2 separate regions of the Bos taurus genome follow, and region 2 is linked to region 1. The links are chromatin contacts, called in public Hi-C maps. All regions are on one chromosome and are shown on one strand. The core of a region is the stretch at or near the end of the contact, and the rest is flanking DNA. Distances in the headings are between cores, read along the strand shown.

What was found. Hi-C and Micro-C count contacts between places; a contact is called where the count stands out from the background.
Region 2: a Hi-C map of liver shows a contact between it and region 1, with 1.8 times the contacts expected there. The contact joins the promoter of MORN3 here to the enhancer-like site in region 1. A contact is called at or near these places in 4 of 11 Hi-C or Micro-C datasets (blastocyst, liver, skeletal muscle and 1 more).

The regions. Positions count from the first base shown.
Region 1 is chr17:53,525,603-53,528,835 of ARS-UCD2.0, reverse strand. TMEM120B (transmembrane protein 120B) reads left to right here. Exons shown (of 12, transcript NM_001101908.2): 7 at 69-134; 8 at 632-693; 9 at 1,771-1,863; 10 at 2,666-2,730; 11 at 3,071-3,139. Among named protein-coding and RNA genes, the nearest start is that of RHOF, 17 kb to the right of the region's middle. Within about 2 kb of position 1,740, at least 8 of the 102 cell types and tissues checked have an H3K27ac peak or open chromatin away from gene starts, as enhancers often do. A contact at or near this core is called in liver, where this site is marked.
Region 2 is chr17:53,595,297-53,598,529 of ARS-UCD2.0, reverse strand. MORN3 (MORN repeat containing 3) reads right to left here and starts at 1,693. Exons shown (of 6, transcript NM_001040550.2): 1 at 1,362-1,693. The coding sequence starts at 1,506.

The sequences.
Region 1 (3,233 bases), core at 491-2,990:
CCTCAACACAGGCTGGGAAGCTTGCCTTTCTCTCCCCTCCTGAGCTCTTTTCCTTCTCTTCTCTCAAGAATTAAAGGCTGGTGGGTGTCTCACCACTACGTGTCCACGTTCCTGTCCGGAGTGATGCTGACCTGGTAAGTGTCTCCTGCTTGAGCCCAGGACCTCTGCTCACTCTCCTCAGGGAGCCGGTGGATGGGAACTGGCAGTGGGCCCAAGATGCAGGGGATTTGGGGGCTGACTTTTGGGCCGAGAAGTAAAAGTGTGAGCTTACGAAGGGGCTGCAGGGCCACCCCAAGCCAACTGGGGACTTTTCCAAGGGCCACTGACTGTGGTGACAGGGAGCAAGTCTGGACAGAACAAGCACAGGGACAAGACCGTGACTGATGGAGGAGGAGGAATGGGTGGGCATTTGGTCTTCGAGATGCCTACCCCCGCTCCCTTGGTTCTAGAATGTATTAAAGCAATGATGGAAATTACCTGGTCCAGCCCCAGGGACATGGTGATAAGGTAGAAACTGGGTTTAAAATCTTTTCTCTCTCTCTCTCTTTTGGTTGGAACAGAGATAGGATGGGGATGAACAAATGATTTCAGATTGGGGCTTCATCTTTGCTTTTCCTCCACTTCTCTGCAGGCCTAACGGACTAATTTATCAGAAGTTTCGCAATCAGTTTTTAGCGTTCTCCATTTTTCAGAGTGAGTGTCTCTTGCTCAGATTCTGGGGACGGGCACGGTGTGGCTTTCACTGGTGGAGGTTGTGTGAAGAGTGGAGGTTGTGTTTTTCTTGTGTGAAAGGAGTGGAAGGACTGGGGGAGGTCCCTGGTCGGGCAGGGAAGGGTCCCAGAAATCCAGAAGGAGCTGCCCACCATCTCTCCCCACCACTCCATCAGCTCCATCCTGCCGTCCAGCCCCCTGCCCCTGGAGAGGAATGTCTACCCCCTGGAGCTCCAGTTGCTGCCTTTTTTTTCCCTGGTTCAGAATCTGACCAGTTGTGCCCCTCAGGAGCTGCGTGGTGTTGGGAGCATCAACTCTGTTTCCCTTAAAATGGACATTTATGTTCTTTTTCTTATTTAAGAATAGCTCCGGATTTGTACACAATGAGGGGTTAACTCTGAGGAACAGAGATTGGATGGTTAAAGACAGGGAGAGAGTTTTACTTTTTGCCAAGTACCTGTTTGTTCCCCTTGAGTTTTATGCTGAATACATCTTACCTATTCAAAAAAATACAATTTAATTTTTAAATAAAACCCTGCGTACAAACATAAGCCAAAAAGGAAAATTATGTATAATTCCATCCTTAGGGTGTTAATAGACATATGTCCTTTTAAATATTTTCATTCATAAACACATACACACCTATAATACTGTATTATGTATAATCTACAAACATAGGATTCTTCTACACAGCTTTTTTTTATAACCTAGTTTCTATTCTTTTAACAGTTATGATGGGTATTTTTCCATGTCGACACGCAGAATTCTGCTTCCTCGTTTTTTGGGTTCAGACGTGTGTGTGTGTGTGTGGTGTGGTGTGGCGTGGCATGGCGTGGTCTGCCTCCTCGTTTTTTGGGTTCAGATGTGTGTGTGGGTGTGGGTGGGTGTGTGGGTGTGGTGTGGTGCGGTGTGGTGTGCTACGGTTCAGTGTGTGTTGGGGGTGGGAGGAGGTTGTACCCAGGTGCCCCTGGTGTCTGGGCAGTGGAGACCCGCCGGCCTGCCGCGGAGGTGTTGCTGGGTCCCCTAGTCCCTGAGCTGGGCGCTGTGCTCCCCCTACAGGCTGTGTCCAGTTCCTGCAATATTATTACCAGAGAGGCTGCCTCTACCGACTGCGGGCCCTGGGGGAGAGGAATCACCTGGACCTCACTGTGGGTGAGTAGCCTGGCCTGGTCAGCGAGGTGACAAGCACTGACCCTTTCTGTTCCCCCAGACTTTGCCCCGTGTCCGTCAAGGGGCCAGGTGCCGGTAAGAGCCTGACAGGATTTGCCACATGCAAAGCCAGGGCTTGCTGGCCTCATCCTAATTGCTTTTTGTAATTCATGGTGGATTCCATTGCAGTTGACAAATGCAAGGCCAGCTGTGTGCCAGGCCCTGGAGGCTAAGTGCCTGTAGCCTATCCTTTTTAAATGTCTATATTTTTTTCCTATGTTTTATGACATACATAATGCTAGTCTAGTCTAGTGTTTTTACACTTGTGCAATTTATGTGTTCTTAACTTTAACTCATTGGGGTGGGTGCTGCATCAGGAAAACTCAGAGACCCTTCCTTTAAAACTCTCAGGGGAAAGTGTTGTTAATAAAAAATCTGTTTTTTGAAGTGGTCATTTCCATCGAATTACTCTGCGCAGTAGGCCCTATTTTGTCAAGACTCGATTGAAATGAAGCATGCCATAGCCAGTTACGAAATGTAAAATCCTGTGCAAATTATGAAAAACCAAAAACCATACTAGTGCTGGCATGTCAGCGTCCTGTAAGAGTGGTCAGCCCACTTGGGTCACAGGGACGTGAGGTGCGAGGGCCACCAGGCCTGGCGGTAGGTAGTCCACGTGTTCCCTGGGTTATTTTCCAAGTTAGCACTCACCCACCTGAAGGAGGTCAACACGCCTGATCGCAGAGTGACGGGCAGGGCCAGGCCACCTCACCCAGGCCCTTCACTCCCTCCTTCCTCTCCACAGAAGGATTTCAGTCCTGGATGTGGCGAGGCCTCACCTTCCTTCTGCCCTTCCTGTTCTGTGGCCATGTGAGTCCCCCTGGAGTTTGTGGGTACCCCCTTCCAGGAATAGAAGGTCCTAAGGCCACTCCCTCTCTCACCAACCATCTGTGAGCTGGGGCCCTCGGGGTCCTGTGGCTGGGACGGCCCCTGGGTCCAGGGAGGCCAAAGGCAGGAGCGGGAATTGGCCCTGGGCACCCGCATGCCCCACCCCAGGCTGGGTGCCCCAGTTTCATTTGAAGGGGGTTGTCAGTGTCTCAAGGGCAGTTTACAGCAGAAGCTGGGGGGCTTGCCCCTGCCCCCTGGGCTTTCCCACCTGGGTCTCAAGGGGACTCAGGTGAGCTGAGCAGTTCCTGCTTCCCCTCTTTAGTTCTGGCAGCTCTACAATGCCGTCACATTGTTTGAGCTCTCCAGCCATGAGGAATGCAGAGAATGGCAGGTATGGTGCTCGCACTTGTGTGTGTGTGTGTGTGTGTGTGTGTGTGTGTGTGTGTGTGTGTATGTGTGTATGTGTGTATGTGTGTCCTGGGGCC
Region 2 (3,233 bases), core at 444-2,943, 70 kb before region 1:
ACCCAGCTTTTTGATCTAGTGCAAGTAACTTAACTCTCTGGGCCTCAGGTTCCTCATCTGTAAAATGGGTACAAGAAGATCTCATGGGGTTGTTCTGGACACTAAATTCATTAATATATGTATAATACTTAGGACAATGCCTGAAAATAGAAAAGATGCTATCATTGATGTTTGCCCTTGAGGCAGGGTCCAGTTACACTGTAGGGGATGAATAGTTGTTTATACCAGCCTGCAAGGTCATATCACAAGTAAGGCAGCCAAGTTCAGACAATGGGAAATGACTTACCCAAAGTCACACAGCCTCTCAGTAATAGAGCCAGGCTTAGAACTCCAGCATCCTGACTCTTAGTCCAGGGCTCTGTCCACACCACAGGCTTCCCACAAAGACTGAAACACACAGGCAGTCATCCTTAACTACACAAAGAGCTCCAGGCAGCTGCGTAAAACCTGGTATTTAAGTCAGTGCTGAGGGTGGGTGTTGTGTTATGAGCAGGGTGGGTTCAACTTTTGGGGGTTTCTTGGACAAGGAAAGTCTGAATAATGTCCTGTGCTGTGCTCAGCCCTCAGAGAACATTCAAGAAGTTCCCCTTCTGCACAGATCCTTGGCTACATATTTGATAGATGGTATCTCTTATCTTAACAGAAATGTATTATTCCAGTTTTACAGATGAGGAGACTGAGGCTCAGAGTGGTGTAGTAGACCTCTCAAGGTCACAGTTGATGGAGCTGAGATTGACCCAGGTTTATGAACTCAAGCTTAACGCAGGAAAACAGGAGAGAAGAGTGGCCAAGAGCCAAGAATCTGGAATTGCAAGACTAGACGGAGAAGCCATAACACCTTTTTTTAATAAAAACTTTGTTTTTCTGTTTTTCTTTCTTCAGGGCTCAGTTTGTGTCACAAGGAGTCCATACTCCACCCTGGGAGCCCCAGCTATTGCGGGGTGGAGATGTGGTGGGAGATATCCTATTTCGCCCCCTGCTGGTTTGAAGGACTGAGCTTGAAGACCAGAATCCCAGTTGCAAGGTGGTTTCTGGAGGCCACCTTTTCCTCCTGCTAGCCAGCTCCATGCTTAGTGCAGTTGCAGAGGGTAGAGAATGAGCTGATGTCCTGGGAGTCCCAGCTGAGGCTGTGGCTGGTGTCTAAAGACAGCTTTGTTCCCTGCTGGCCCCTCTGCTCACCTGAAGCCAGGGTTGAGTTGGATTTCAGAGCCCCAGCATGAGGATGCCCCTGGCTGGTCCTAGTCAGTATTCACCTCTCGGTGATATATCTTATGTCCCCAGTGAGCTCTGCAAGCTGCTTCCTTGGCCCCAGGGGTCCACCGTGGCCCAGACCCCACACTCACCCCTGAGCCCCCACTTACCGTGTTTCACGTTGTCCTTCCACTCGCCCACGTAGTGGTCGCCATTGACAGCGAACACCTGGTGCCTCAGTCCATTCTTCTGGGCCTTCTGGTCCCACTCCTTCCACAGGGGCTCCGACTTTTGCGGGCACTTGAATATAGGCATGTTGGCTGCTTCTGTGGGGCCAAAGGGTTAGGAACATCAGGAGTTCAGTTTGCTCCAAGGAATGCTGGGACCCTGGGACTTCCTGGAAAGACACTTGTCTGAGGTCAGGTGGGGTGAGTCATGTGTGTTCTGAATGCCCGGGGCAGATGAGCAGCCCTTGGGGGGGATTCTTTTGTGCTGGACTGATGTTCGGATGTCTCCTCCCTTGCCTCCCTAAGGGCCCCCTGGGGCGGGGAACCTGATGGCACAATTGCTTGGGATGGAACCCAGGGAAACCAGTAGATCAGAGGGGTTTGTGATGACATCAGGAAGAAGCTGCCCTGGGGAGAGGGTGAAAGTCACATTAATAGCCAGTATGACCAATCAGGGGCTTCCCTGGTGGCTCAGATGGTAAAGAATGTGCCTGCAATGTGGGAGACCTGAGTTCCATCCCTGGGTTGGGAAGGTCCCCTGGAGAGGGGAATGGCAACACACCCCGGTGTTCTTGCCTGGTGAATTCCATGGACAGAGGAGCCTGATGAGCTACAGTCCATGGGGTTGCAAAGGACATAACTGAACAACTAACCTTCATTCACTCATGACCAATCAGAGTGGATGCTGGAGTGGTGAGCACTGGGACCCACTACAGGGGAGTTGGGACCTAGCCAGGCCACCCTTGTCTGGGTGGGCAGACAGCCCTGTGGCACAGCCCCCAGGGACATCCCATTACCACCACTGGTTCAGCATCTAGCACTTTAGGCCCCAGGTCCTGCCTCTGGTGGAAAAGCACAGGGGCTGGCTTTGCAGGGGTTTGTGAGCTGTCAGGAGAGCCCATCAACTAACGATACTGTCTCTAGGATGACCACATGTCCCGGTTTCCCTGGGACTGAGAGGTTTCCTAGGACATTGAACTTTCAGAGCTAGAACTGGGACAGCTCCAGACACACCAGGACGATTGATCATCCTGCTACCTCTGACCTCTGCCCTCTGCTTGGGTACTCTTCCTGTCTGCTTGGTTAGGTTTTTTCCATCAGACAAGGGCTCTCCTACCCTCCCTGCCCAGTGCAGAGAACTATTTAACCATCAGCAGGCAGAGTTATTGACCAATGAGTATGACCCCAAGGCTGAGCAGGTTTCAGGAGATCATGGTGTTCCAGGCATCCACCCATTCAGGGCCAGCATCACAGATGTTCAACCTGAATAGCTGCATAGGTCCTAGTCCTTAGAAAGGTATGTGCTTGGTCTTGGCTCTGCTGTCACTTTTTAAAAATTCCTAATACTTCCTGAGCCAGGGCCTCATTTTCATTCTGTACTGGGCCCTGTCCATCAAGGAGTTCCCTGTAGGGACACAGCAGGGACCTTCAGGAATCTGACTAAGCTGGCCAACTGTACTGGCTAGTATGTATTTTGACAATCATGCCCAGGAATTGGGAAAGGCACTCAAAGCAAGGAAAACAGCCAGGGCATGAACTGGGCAGAGGGAAACAGTCTCAGGTCCTAAATTTAATGTTTTTCTTTTTTTTTTTTCCTCCCATTTGCGTGTACCATGAGTACTGTGATTAATCTTTTTTTTTTTTTTTAATATATATTTGGCCATGTGGGATCTTAATTCCCTGACCAGGATCGAACCCATGCTCTTTGCATTAGAAGCTTCGAGTCTTAACCACTGGACCACCAGGGCAGTCCATGATTAGTCTTTATATTGAAATTAATTCACTTTAAAAGTCAATACTTTTATCCAAGAAAGA